2 separate regions of the Anas platyrhynchos genome follow, and region 1 is linked to region 2. A link is a contact called in public Hi-C data. All regions are on one chromosome and are shown on one strand. The core of a region is the stretch at or near the end of the contact, and the rest is flanking DNA. Distances in the headings are between cores, read along the strand shown.

Region 1 (6,911 bases), core at 504-3,003, 100 kb after region 2:
CCAAATTAGCAGCCAAAAGCTGTTAAGTGCTTGAATTCATCCACATTAATGAGAAAGGGAACGAGGACAGTGACGAGACACCCAGCCTTCTCCCCAAAGCTCCGTATTAATGCTGTCAATAATGCATGTGCACGAGCCAGGTCATTAGAGGACAGCGCTGTCTGCGCTCCTTTCCCACAGCCCCGCTGGTGGCTGAGCTTGAAAAATCCCCCAGACGGGCAAATGCTAACACACTAAACTGTGGTTTATGTCACCTAGAGCATTTTGCAAAGTCTCAGTGATCTGCAAATAATTAAAGGAGAAAGCAATCAATCTTGTTGTTCAAAACAGCGATTAGCTTGGGAGAAGCCGGCATTGTAATGCTGCAGGCACCCGGGGGGAAGATGCTGCATGCATAATGATAGCTGCCAGTCCTCACAAGTTCAAGGACCACGGGGGTGTTCTCCGCTTGCGATGGGAATTTCTTATCGGTCTCCGAGGCTGTGTCATCCTGTGTTTCACAAGCACTTTGCCAAAGGAACAGAGAAACAGCTTTGCCGCTTGTCAGGCACAACCTGGGCCCGGCTGCCAGCAGTGGAAGCGTTTGTAGGCGGCTGCTCCCCGGGGCACTTGGCACTTCGGCGAGGCAGCAGCAGCTCTGTCCTGGGCAGATGAGACCCCCGGACAGGCAGCCACCCAGCCTCCAGCCCCAGCCAACCTTCAGCACTTCCACGTGCAGGGGGAAACCCGGCAGATCCACGCGCCGACACAGCTCCGCTCCTCCCGAATTGCTCTGGGTGATGAAGAGAAAGAAAATCCCTCCACGAGCAGGAGAGACCAGCATACACACATATGTAGGTCTGTGTAGCACTTCCTACCCACCTTCTGTTGTGCATTTGGATGTCAGACTTTGCATCTGTGGCTAAAGCAACCCACAGTGATTTAAAAGTGATTGCACAGCATTTTGTGCTGGGTTAGGTGGAGATTTCTATTTTGTGCATCGTTACAGCAAGCAACAGTGGTTTCTCAGGCTTGGATCTAGCCTTACCACAAGGCAAAGAGGAAATTGCAATTATTTGTTGATGGTTTTTCAGAGCCCTCATCCAAGCACAACATACACGCAGCTCCCCTGACACCATCACCACACAGCCCATAAACTTCCCAAGAGCTGCCAACAGGAGCTCGCTGTCTCTGCTCCGCCACTGCTCACATCACCACCTACCTGCTTCTCCCCGCGCAAGGAAACACCCCTGCCAAGCCAAGTCCCAGGGCTGCTGCGGGAAGACTTGGCTTGAAAAAAAAAAAAACAAAAAAAAATGTATTTCAAAACCCAAAAAAAAAAAATAGGAAAAAAGCAGAAAGCTTTTCCCTCAGGTCCCTCCACAGCCACTGCGACAGCGAGGCGGCACCAGCCTGGGGGAAGGAGGACTCCTCAGACGAGACAAAGATTTCCCTGCCTAGACCCAAATCCACAGAAATAGGAAGGAATTTCTACCAGCTTTCCTAGGGCAGACCCCACACGTCCATCCACCCCCAGCTCTCCAACGTGCTGCCCTGGGGACAGGGCACTAGGTGCTACAGGAACATGTGGATAACTCCAGCACAACCCAGCTGCCCACCACGTGGACGGGGCTGCTAGCACCGAGCCGCGTGGCATCAGACCCAAAAAAACGATGTGGGGAAACCTCCGAGAGAGCTCCTGCACCGCTCCCTGTTAGCAGAGACCGTGAGTCAGCCCGAGCTGTGCTGGGAAGCTGCGGCACAGCCGCAGAGCTGCTCACACTCAGCCCTGGCAGGCCTGGATCCAGCAGGAGCTTGGCTGCAGAGGTGAGGCGCAGGCACCGCTCGTTACCCCAGCGCTGCCTCCGGGTGCACGGCGAACCTCTCAGCAAAGGCAGGCGCCGCTGCGCAGGCACTTTGCAAACCCTCCAAGCCTGGGCGGGCACCCGCTGCCTCGGGAGATGCGGGGAGGCATTTGGGTTTGTGGCCGAAACTGCTGGGAGCAGCGCTGCTCTTTCGCACGAGGCGCTGAGAGGGGCCGGCCCAGCAAGAAGGGCCCAGTTGCAATTAGGAGGACAATTTTCTGTAATGTTTTTATTGGGAGTGTTTCGCATGCCGATGGTCTCGGGAGGCAAAATTCATGCCTGTGAGGTTTTGCTTCTCAGCCCATCCCTTTGTGTGATACTTAGTTTAAGCGGTATCTGAAAGAATCAGGCTCTCTTATTATCAAAGCCACAAGCCATCTGGTTCCACTTTCCGAGGGAAAGGGAATGAGTGGAAATCTGGTTTCACTTGGGTTTTCCTTCCCTGGGTTATGGTTTGCTCTATGTTTAATGTTGTTACTGCAATATGATATTTGGGCAGTGGGTGGCCTGTTTCCCCCATTTGAAACTAATTTACAGCTTTGTCTGGCAAAATTGTTGCTTCCAATCAATTAGCACTGACACAGAAATTAAACCATCCTGGGGTCTCGACACATAGGGAAGCAGGTCCTCGTTTGCTGGAAGAAATCCTCTGTTCGGGGGGAAGCTGGTGGCTCACCCTCGCTCTGTGCCAGTCGGGGTTTTTGCTTTTAAAGATCCAGAGTGCATTTTTAAAAGAGATTTAATAGGCAAGATTGAGATCTATCATGGATGCTATTTTTGTTTTACGGCCGTGACCTCGTTAAGGATTTGGACAAACGAAGCCAAAAACGGAACACTAATAAATACAGCCTGAATCCATCAAAAGACAACTACCAGCATCTCGATTGTTTCTTCTCCAAAAGCACGCTGAAGGTTCCCCAGCGCCTTCCTGCACCCCGTCTCCTGCCACCCCCAGCACCAGGCACATTCCTCGGCCTTGGCTCCGTGCTACCCATGGACAGTGCAATGGGATGCGCCCCCCAGAGCATGCCATCAGTCCCTTCCCAGCTGTGCTGTCAGGCCTGGGGTCACTGGCTACCCAAACTAACGGGCTCCTCGAGGTCTATCCGTGTTCCTGGTGACAAGGCCTGGAGCTCGCAAGGGGAGGGCAGAAAGAAAAAGGAGCAGGGAGCTCGAGGTGCCAGCTGTCCCCTGGCCCCAAAAGACCTGGCACAGACAGTGAGATACAACAGGAGGTGGACCAAAAGATGAAGGAGTGGTGCCAGCATCTGGCCTGCCCTGGAGCACAAAGGATGCCCCTGCTAGAAGAAGCACAGCGATGGACAGGGGACAAGGGAGAGGAGCCTGCAGAGCACGGAGAGGTTAAGTCAGGCCCTGGCTACTGACAGCCAGGTAATATCTACAGACGTCACGGTGCCAACAGCACCTGCCCCGTGAGCCCTCAGGAGGTCACAGATGACACATCCCAGAGCTGGAGAAGGCTTCGTGTCAGAAGTGCTGAGCCAGAGCCCAAGCTTGGCTCAAGCCTGCACTTGGAAGGCTTAGCTTGCTTCAAAGGCAGCAATCACGGCAAAGGAGTTTTGGCTCCAGGGATGGAGGAGGCAGAGTCCCTGGAGAACAAACGCTGCCGAGACAGAGGCGAGGCTCCGCAGCACGCCTGGCATCAGCGAGGTTTGGGCTCGGCCTTGGAAGCAACGAGCCTGGCCTCCTCCACTGGACGTGGAGCGTGAGCACCCATCCATCAGGGCTCTGTGCACAGGAGCTGAGCTTGTAGAGTGAGCACCCAGCACTGAGCACCCTGTGGATGCATCTCCTGCACACATTCAGACAGTTCCACCCCAACACAAGGCAGGGCACCACGGGCTATCCCCCTGGTAATTCCAGAGGGTTGATATTTGGAGCTCACACCCTGCTCAGGCACATCTCCCACCAAGGCTGCCTTTCTGCCGCAGCTGGGAGATGGCACCGACCACTTGCTGCAGCCCTTCCCTGTGGCAGCGCCAGGGCAGCGAGTGCAGAAAAACTTGGCCCTAAGGGCTCTGCTGAACATCAGCCTTGACTCGAGCCCTCCCGAACCCTCAGCCTTCCCTCCACGCAGGCCAGCACATGAGCTCGTGCACTGCTGCTTTGAGATGCTGCCATATGGCACCAGCCCCGCACAGACAACTCCTGCAAGGGCTCAGCAGCAGTGCCTCTCTCTCCAGACCCAGCAGCTGCTAAAAACTGGAGTTTCTAAACCTTCCTTGAACGCTCGGACCCTCAGCAGTGCTGCAGAAGTGTGCATTGTTTAAAACAAAACAAAAAAAAAAAGTCTAACCTCTCTCCCAACAGGAAGAAAAATATTTTTTAAAGCACTGAAGTTTTTACAGCTGGTGAGAGACAGCAACGGGGAAGGCTGCAGGGCAGTCCCGGTCAGCAAATTCCAGCCAAAGGAAAAGCACAGGAGCCAGATATGAAGAAGGGAGATGACGAAGACGAGATAAAAACAAGATAGCTGACAGCCCAGTGCCCATGGAGAAGGGCACCAGAGCCTCGTAGCTGGAGATGCACCAGCTCTAGCTGTGAAAATTCCCTGGCTTTGAAGACCAGGTCTTCCTGGAGACAAACAGCTCTAATCCACACTCCTGAGTAATTCTCTCTTTGGCAACACATCATACCAGCATTGATTCAAACCTCAGGGCAGCTGTACTGGCTTTAATCTAGGTTTTATTTTTGTAAACTACAGTTTCAAGGAGAATGCTTGCAAAGTGGATCTGGGGATGGGTGGCAGGGAGCAGAGCCAGAATCACTAATGTCTGCAGTGGAAACACTTGTGCTTCTTCAAGAACAGGGACCAAATGTGAAAAGCTTTGATCCTAAAAAGCTAACAGCCCTGTCAGAGAGAAAAGGGGTCAACCTCTTCCACTTTTGCTAGGGCAGCTCCCTCTGCTGTCTTTGCTCACCAGCTGTTACCCAAAGACACATGTCAGTTCCAGATGGGCTCGCAGCAGTATTTCATCAACATGTGGTCATTAGTCTCCTCTGTAAAGTTATCACCTATGAAGAAACCAGTCTCCACAGAAACCAAACTTGAAAAGGAAAATGCCATCCACGCTACCCCATTCGGCAACCAGCTGGATAGTCCACAGCACATAAATTACGTCCACAGCCTAGTGCAAAGCCAGATTCAGCCCGTCTCTTCCACCACCAGCCCTCTCACACGTCGCCTGATCAGGAAGGAGTCGGCAGAGGAATTTGCACAGTGGGTACGCGGGGCAGGGCAGCAGCACTGCCAACAAGCACGTTTGATTTGGAAAGCCAGGTTTGCAGAGGCTGGGTGGGCACCACCACCAAGCAGCTCACCCAGTGCAGCAGCCATTTGGTCCCCACATCCTCCAAGGGTGCTGTCCCCGGACATCAACGGGAAGAGACCCTGGTCCTGGGGACACTGGAGGAGGAGGATTCACCTCTTCCAGAAGAGAAAAACATACATTTTGACTACGCAGTCAATGAGACTGTGCTTTGCTGAGCAGGTCCCCCAGTTGCAGTGAGAACGGAGCTCTTGTACCAGGCTGGTGCTCGAAGCAGGCATCTCCTGCAGCAGGACGGACCAGGGACGTCTGTCAGATCCTGCAGCTGACACCCAGCTCTCACTGACCACAAGCACTTTGAAACAGGGAAACAAGCAGTCAATCTGAAGTCTTTGGAAATTAAGAGATGAAGCATTTCAGCTCTGTGATAGCTGTGAACCACGGCAGACACACTGCGGCTCCAGACATCCTTCTTTGCTCAGTGAGACAATTTTGAGACAGCCTGCTTGACTACTCTCAGCTGCAAACGGAGGCAGCTGATGCCACAAAAGGTGTTAAACGCTCAGATTAAGAGATTAATGAAAATGCCTTTGAGATATTCAGAACCAGGGGTCACGCTCACGGAACAACTGAAACAACAGACGGGACAGAGCAGCAAGCTGGCAGGAAACCTCCGGCACACGAGGCTGATGGTGGACGAGCACCTCTGTTAGGTATCCTTCTTCACAGGGCACTCAATGAGCAAAGCTTTCTGCTTTCCTGGCATCGTCACCTTTTGTTTTGCAGGAGGGGTCCAGGACCAGGCCCCGCCAGTGTTGCAGCCAACACTGCACGAGGACCATGAAGCCATAAGGGATCTGTACAAAGTGAGGGCCTTTTCCACATGTCTTGTTTTCAGCGCTTCCCCTGCTTCAAAGCAATATTCTCAGCCACCTAAAGCAATAGGTTTCTATAACAATCTTCCCCAAACTCCGGAATGCATTTGGTACAGATTTCCTCTCAATTTCCACCAACTTGCCTGTATTATCTTCCTATTACTTCTGTGCTGCTGAGCACAGAATTTCCCTAAACCAGCACAGGGATGAGAGCTGTGCAGCAGCAACCAGCTTGCATTTGGCCATGTCTCTGGCACCATCTGCAGGCTGCGGTGCCATCCACAGCACGGGGCTCCTGCTCCTCCCCAGTGGGGCGACGAGCAAAGGGCGCATGGGAGGCAGAAAGATCTTGAAAATTGTTATTTGTATACCCACGGAACAGCACATGCCTGAGAAGTCAAAGCCCAGCCTGCGTGGAAGGATGCTACAATATGCAATGGAACAGTCTCTCCTATTTACATGAGAATCACTCCACGGAGTTCATTCAGAGAAGCCAAATAATAAGAGTATAATATATATATGAGAAGGGCAGCGTGGTGCTTAGATGTCAGCAGAGAGCTCTCTCTTGGCATTAGCCAGCCCCAATTTCTATTACATTCAGGGTTTCACAAGCCTCTAGTGTGTTTATCCTCCCAAGCTCCTGGAGAGGCACACTGCTGCTTTTATCATCAGTGCACAGATGGAAAGCTGAAGCAAAGAGGGATTTGGCGACCAAACCAAAACCTGCCCTCAGCGAGTCCCAAAAGTTGAGCCTCTCCCAGCTTCTCCACTTACCCCCGAGAGGTCTTTTGCCATAAGAGAACCATGACTGTCCCTACAGACCTTTCAGCACGAGGTAAGAAAATATTTTCAAAGCCCGTGAGCTTAAGATGACTTCCTGGAGCTTTACGGGGCTGCAGATC
Region 2 (7,004 bases), core at 2,290-4,789:
CCCGGCTAGGAGCCGTGTTGTGCTCTCCCTTTGGAGGAATAATGACTATTCAAGCCCGTGGCAGCGATCCCACCGCTCGCCCCAAGCCGCTGCTGCTGCCTCTCGTGGGGCTCTCCGCTCTCACGGGTGGGCCGGGGTCGCTGCCCCGTGGGTGGGCAGCACCCCTCCGCCCCAGCACACCCAAATCCTCGGCTCGATAATCCCTGCTTCACAGCCTGACCCCAAATCGGGTGATTTAGGACCAAAGCAGGGAGCTTTGGGGACTCACTCCGAGCTGCCCAGCACGCCTGGAGCCGCTGCGAGGGGCACGAGGCGGCTTCTGGTCACCCACGGGTGACTCAGGGAGCCCCACGGTGGGGCAGGATGGGCTGAGGGGGCTGCAGAAAAGCTGCAGAAAAGCTGCAGAAAAGCTGCAGAAAAGGACAGCTCTGACTTCACACCACCCGGCCCATCTCCATGCAGGGCCAGCCTCGTGCTGAGCAACGCCAAGGATTTTCCATTCTCTTCGTGTCCCCTTCAGCAGGGCAGAGGGAGCCCGTGCCCAGGTGTGTGGCAGGCTCAGGGCTGGCTCTGCCTGGGCTCTGCCCATCCCACATGAACCAAAGCCCTTCCAGCGCTTTCCAATAACCACAAAACCACATTTCCGTCACCAAAAACGGGAGGCAGTGCCCAGCACGGGGCACAACTTGACGGGTGGCTCTCCAAAGGGCCGCGCACAGCCGGGTACCCGCTGCCCCCCAGCCTGCAGCGTGCTGGGCTCCGTGCAGGGGGGGCAGAGCCAAGGCTTGGGGAGGGGGGGGGGAGCTGTCAGCAGGACCCCCAGCCCCCCCGGCACGCCCCTGCCCAGCCCCGTACCACACACAGGCCGTGCGAGGAGCCGCCGGGGGTTCAGGATGCCCCGGCACGCTGGCGGGGCTCCAGCATTGTTTGGGCTGAGTTGCGCTCGCCAGCCTCATGCGAACGCCAGCTGGAGCGCGGGGCTGAGACAAAAGCTTTGCTTTGCCCCAGCAACCCACGGCGCTGGGCTCCCAGCGAAGCGACAAACAATTCCGTGCTGCCTGCGGGAAAACGGGAGGGCTCGCATCAAAGCGAGGGGGAAATGGGAGACGGAGAGACCCCCATCGCCCCCCGTCCTCACCGCCGTCACCGCTCCCGGTGGGATCGGTGCTGGTTTGGAGGGTGATGCCAACCAGGTGGCCCCTCCTGCAGTGCTCAGCGGGGCAATGCCCAGCTCCAGCAGCCAGGATCCTGCTCCAAAGGGCTGCAGGAGCAGCAGCGCTCACGGCCCAGCCTTCAGAGCCATCTCTTGTCTCAGCTGAGCGCCAGGCTGCTCGCAGGAGCTGCGGGCCTGCACCGCGCTCCCCCTGCTTTCTGCTCTCCTCCCAGCACATCCCCAACGTCTTAACAAAAAAAAAAAAAAAAAAAAAAAAGAGAGAGAGAGAAAAAAAAAAAGAAAACAACCCACAGCTTCCTGAAGGCTCCACAACAGAGAGAGATGCTTCTGTTGCTCAATCTGTTGCTGGTCTGGAGCTGAAGCATCGCACTCAGAAGCACTTCACCGAACACGAGGCGCGCACGCACAGCGGGCGCTGATGCTGCTCTCAGCTGGGAGCACCCCAGGGCAGCACCCAGCACCCACCGGCTGCAGAGAGAAGCCCTGGGGTGCACCGGGACCGATGTGGGTCCTGGGAACGGGGACGTGGTGCTGGGCTGCCAAGGGGCTGCTCCACTGGGGTTGGAGGGGAGCAGCGAGGCGCAGTGACCCCACAGAGCCCATCGAGAGCACCTGCCTTGCCACCTCCCTGCCTCGAAATACACCAAATTGCAGGTTTCTGGTTTTGCCCAAAGGTCTCCCTTAAAGCTCCCCACTGAGCAGTGCTGGAGGGGCCGGGGCTGTGGCCGTGCTGCCCCACAGGGCTGGGGGGGCAGCGCCCGGTGCCCCAGCGCGCGGGAAGGGCGCTGGGAGCAGACAGGCACAGGCTTTGTTCCAGCCTGAGACAAGGAGAATGCTGTTGGTTTGCTTTTAGACAAATGAATGGATTTCACTGTTTGACCAACACTCATGAGAATGCCAGTCAGTGCAAATTTGGCAGGAGGGCTGACACTTGTCAGCTTTGGTTTATAACCAGAGAAAAGGAGCCAGCTCTCCGGAGGAGAATGACGTGCGCGCGTCGCTCTGCGTGTTTGTTCTCGGAAGAATGTGTGGCAACAGCAGATCAAGCAAATACTTGGGACCGCTACATCACGGAGGACTTTGTCAGCTCGCCGGAAAGTTTTAGAAAGGCTTCACACTCGTTAGAGACAGCCAGGGCACTGCCTGGAGCCCGGGCAGAAACGCAGCCGCGTGGGCTCTGTGAATAACAAGCGGCATTGCTGCGGCGTCCCGAGGGAGAGGCAGCCTGGCCAGGAAGGCCCCCGGGGAGCGATTTGAGCAAGCAGCGGGGTCACCCCCGTGGCCCCCCCGAGCTGTTGTGGGCACTGCCTGCATTTCAGCCCCCCCCAGGAGCCGGGCAGAGCCCCCGCAGCTGCTGCAGGATGGGGCCAGGGCCGGGCGCGTTGGCAAAGCAGCCTGAGGAGTGCAGGTGCTGCTCGTGGCCCCCGGGGGGGCACCGCCAGGATCACCGCTGGGACGCAGGCAGCCTGCACCGAGCAGGATCTGGCCCCAGATCCTTGCACCCCCCCTCCGGGCAGGGTCTCTTTCTGTTTAAAGAAATCTCCTTGGCCACATTTCCTGCGCTAAAGCCCAAGCTGGCAGACAAGACAAACACATGCAAGTGGCCTCGTTTGGGTTTTTAAAGGCTCTCCAGCCTGTAAAAGTGATTCGGGGTTTCTCTGCCAGCCGGGGCAGCTCTCTGCAGCATCTCTTCCAGGCGGTTTTGCTGCGCTGACAGAGCCTTGGGACAGGGTCAGTCGGTGCTGGGGGTCGTTCCCTCTCCCCCTGGCCTCTCTTCCTTGTCCAGGCAGGCCAGGAGACTGCTCAGCCCCATCCCTGATCCTGTTGGTGACACAGGGACACAGGGGCTGGGACATGGGAGCCGGGCAGGTCCCCTCTGCACGCGTATTGGGAGAACTCCCCTGGTGATGGTGCAGCAGGAGCCGAGCCCCAAGCCTGCAAAACGGCCCTGAGCAAACAGCCCAGGAGAGCTCCGGGTGACTCACTGCAGGCACTGCACGAACTCATTTTCCTGCACTTGCCTTCCCCTGGCTTGTTTGGAGCAGGCTTTAGGGACACGGACTCGCTGCTGAGCGCAGTGGGAGCTGCGTGCCCGGCCGGAGGGCAGCTCCTTTCTTTTCTCCCGGCGAGAGATTTTCTCCGAGGCACGGCCAAGCCCCGGCTGCGACCTGCGGTGGCGAAGCTCGTCCTGCTCGGTGCTGACAGCCCAGGCTGGTGCCGCAGCCCGGCTTTGCTGCGGTCGGGGTGGCCCTGGAGGAGTTGGGGCTTGGTTGGCTCCACCCAGCCCCTAATGAGTGTTTGCCTGCAATTTGGCACGCTGGGCAGCTTCTGCTCGGGAGCTGCCCCAGTCTGGGAGAGATAAGGGTGGTGCAGGGCAGCCGCGAGGCAGGATGACGGAGCTGTTTGCACGGAGCTCCTCTGATCTGCCCAGCTCTGCTGTGGCTCCCCGAGGAGCAGCCATTAACAGCGCGGGTCATTAGGGGTGCTTTTCCCTTCGGAGACGTAACCTCTCTCAAGTCAAAGGAGGCCGGGAGGTTTCGTGCCTTCCCCGCCCTGCACAACGAGGCCGTGGCCGAGCCAAACGCAGCCCTGAGCCTGGACACGGCCACTTCACGAGGCTGCACCGGCACCGTGCTCCCCGTCACGGGCTGGGCAAGCTCGTGGGGTGTTCCCGGCACCCCCCCAGGTCTCACCCACCTTTGGGTGCCTCTGATATGGGCGCAGGGAGCTGCCCAGCCTCGTGGAGCAGACCTGTGGAGGATGAGGAGGGGCAGGAGCTGGCCCTCTCCTGGGTCCGTCTGCCTGAGCGGCTGGGGAGGAAGGAGGAACGAGCAGCTCCAAGGCTCCCAGGGGGTCTTGATTTCCATGTGCAGGGCAAGAACCCATTGCAGGACCCAAAGGCAGCCCCAAACTGGCTTTTCCTCCAGCAAACAGGGTCTGAGGGGTGGCAGGGGTGGTCTGGTTGCTCCAGCAGCAGTCCCAGCAGCCTCCTGCTCAAAGGGATCACCAGGCCCTAAAATAGCTCGCTATCATTACTTACATCTAATTGAAGGTGTTTTGAATGCAACCTCCACAACACACAAACCGAACGGGAAATGACATACCATCAAATTAATGCCCCCAAACCATGATAAATGGCTGGTTAGATGATTAATGTTTCTATTTCTTGTATTAAGAGAGAACAATGCCGCTCGGCCCAGCATTTATCTGCGCTGCCTGCCAAAGGTCGCCGGGCATTCCCGGAATAAATGGGATTCTCAGCCCGCTCCTGTGCCCTCAGGTACCCCGTGCTCAGCCCTCCCAGGCTGTGCCTGTCCCCTTCCCACGTCCCCGCCAGCCCCCTCGCTGCTGACACCCCAAAACCCTTCCCTGCTGGTCCGTGCGAGGAGGCCGCTCGTCAGAGCCGTGGCGGATTGCACGAGGCTTCTGACATCTGAGAGGACTCGCTGCTGCGCCGGCGATTTTATTAAATCATTAAAAGGCACTGCTCTAATAGCTCCAGAAACATCAACTTTTCATGTGGCTGGGGCGGCTCGCTGCGCTGCGCCTGGAAACGGCCCCGGTTCTCCGCCGGGTTCAAAGCCGTCTGCCTTCTGATACACCGCGTGTAATTAGAGGTAATTGGAGCCAGCGCCTTCAAAGGAGCCCGAGGATCGGTGGAACAGAGGCGCTGGCTGCACCGACCCGCACCGCCGGCCCCTGGGCACCGGCACCAGCTGCGCCCTGGTGGTGCCATGGGACCCCCGGTGGTGCCATGGGACCCCCAGTGGTGCCATAGAGCCCCGGTGGTGCCATGGAGCCCTGGTGGTGCCATGGGACCCCCGGTGGTGCCATGGGACCCCGGTGGTGCCATGGGACCCTCAGTGGTGCCGTGGAGCCCTGGTGGTGCCGTGGGACCCCTGGTGGTGCCATGGAGCCCTGGTGGTGCCACAGGAACACGAGGGGAGCCCAGCAGAGGATGGAGCCTGGTGGCGAAGCCGGCACAGCTCCGCACGGTGCAGCCCGCGCATCCTGCAGCTTGTCCCGACAAGGCGCCGTTTGTGTGCGGAGATTAAAGTCTCTTGTTTAGTAGCAGGGAAATGCAAATGCTGTCGAAACAAGCTGTTAATTGTTAAACCGCATTATTTAGGGGTAATAATCACTGGAACACCTTGTACTGCTAAAATGAGGCCAAGAGTTCTCTGGTCATGGGCTCCAAAAGGGGAGGATGTGCCTTGTTTACGAGCTGGGTTTAATGAAAACTATTAGGCAAAGACATGGGGAATGGGGAAAAAAAAAGAAGAAGAAAAAAAAAAAAGCAGGAAATGAGCAAAGTGTGAAAGGAGAGGTCAGAGGGAACAGCTCTGGCGGTGGCACTTCCCTGTTTGCCTCCTGGGTGGGCGCAGGCACCCACTGACGCTGGGTGCACCCCCCCCCTGCAGCTGGGTTGGGGCAGAAAAAGGGAAAACAGGGATGGAGAAGGAGATGCCAGGGATGGAAAAGGTGATCCCGCTGCTGCAAAGGCTGATCCCGCTGGCTCAGCATCAAGGTGTTCGCAGGCGCAGGCACCTCTGCGTGAGGACAGGGATTTCCCAGCTGGCTGTCCCGGCGGGAGCAGGCGCCCTGTCCTTGCTTAACACCGAGCCCCCTGTGATCCTGCTGCGTTTTGCATTCGTTTGCGAGCGAGCCAGGCCTGCAGGCAGTTGTCACGGCGTGCTCGCCTGCGGGCTGGGTGCGTTCAGAGCCTGGGTGAGCTGGCCTCTCTCCGAGCCCCGGTGGCTTTGCCAAGGCTGGCATCATCCTCGGCAGCTCGAAGCCATGGGAAATCCCAGCGGGAAGGCTGGGGAGCAAAGCTGGCTCTGCCCGGCACTGGGCGATGGAGCAAAGCCCCAGGGCACTGTCCCCAAAACCCAGAGCCCACAGCCCACCCCGTTCCCTGCGGCGGAGGGGCGTGGGCACGCTCGTGCCGCTGTTGCTCCCAGACCCACCGCGCAGAGCCGAGAGCTGTGCCAGCCCCCAGCTCCCCAGCATCCCGCCGGGAGCAGGCGTTGGCAGCCGCTGCGCTCTCCCCATCCATGCCCTCGTGCCAGGGGCTGAGCTGCTGGAGCTGTTTCCTACCCAGCTGCAGCAGGAGCGAGGGGAGAGGTTGCCCAAGCCAGCCAAAAAGGGAGCCCCAGCCACGCCACGGCACCTCTGCGCTGGAGCAGAAATGGTGCAAAATGCCCCAAAGAGCCACCACGCAGGGAAAACACCGCGGTGTGGTGCAAATACAGGAGCACTGGTTTGGGGGAAGGTGGACAAGCCCTGGGCAGAACGCTGCTCGCTCCAGAGCCGGGGCTCCAGCAGCCGGGAAGCGATGTGCGGCTGGGACTGCCTTCAGCACGGCTGGGGCCATGTGCAGGATGTAATTTAAGCTCCAGCTCGGGGTCCGAATGTTCTCCAAGTGTGGAGGTTTTGGCACCGGAGTTTTGGTCCGGTCCCAGTGTTCATGGCAGGTTGGATAACCGTGTGAGGGCGAGGCGGGGGGAAAGAGAGAGAGAGAAAAAAAATAAAAAACACAACTCTCGACAGCTCTTCCAACAGTGGGAAGAACCAAAGCACATTTTGGCTCCACAAACTCTGCAAAAGTTATTTCCCTTTAGATCTGGAACAGGCTTTTGAACAACGCTCTTCAATTTAGCTCTTTATTAAAACAAAGCCATGCCCTGGCACATCCTCACCGGCAGCAGAGGTCCCTGGGTCCCGGCACCCCTGGATGTGGGGCACAAAGAGAGGTCCCTGGGTGCGTATTTAAATCACCTGCTGCTGTGCTGGTTTTCTGGCCCTGTATATCTCTAATTACTCCCATGTT

The links. A called contact is a pair of places that touch in the nucleus more often than the background predicts.
Region 1: a contact with region 2 is called in a Hi-C map of subcutaneous adipose tissue, with 2.6 times the contacts expected there. The contact joins two enhancer-like sites. A contact is called at or near these places in 3 of 8 Hi-C or Micro-C datasets (liver, skeletal muscle and subcutaneous adipose tissue).

Annotation. Positions count from the first base shown.
Region 1 is chr11:24,254,523-24,261,433 of IASCAAS_PekinDuck_T2T, forward strand. No RefSeq gene overlaps it. Among named protein-coding and RNA genes, the nearest start is that of UACA, 48 kb to the right of the region's middle. Within about 2 kb of position 1,754, at least 4 of the 8 cell types and tissues checked have an H3K27ac peak or open chromatin away from gene starts, as enhancers often do. A contact at or near this core is called in subcutaneous adipose tissue, where this site is marked.
Region 2 is chr11:24,150,837-24,157,840 of IASCAAS_PekinDuck_T2T, forward strand. No RefSeq gene overlaps it. Among named protein-coding and RNA genes, the nearest start is that of TLE3, 11 kb to the left of the region's middle. Within about 2 kb of position 3,540, at least 3 of the 8 cell types and tissues checked have an H3K27ac peak or open chromatin away from gene starts, as enhancers often do. A contact at or near this core is called in subcutaneous adipose tissue, where this site is marked.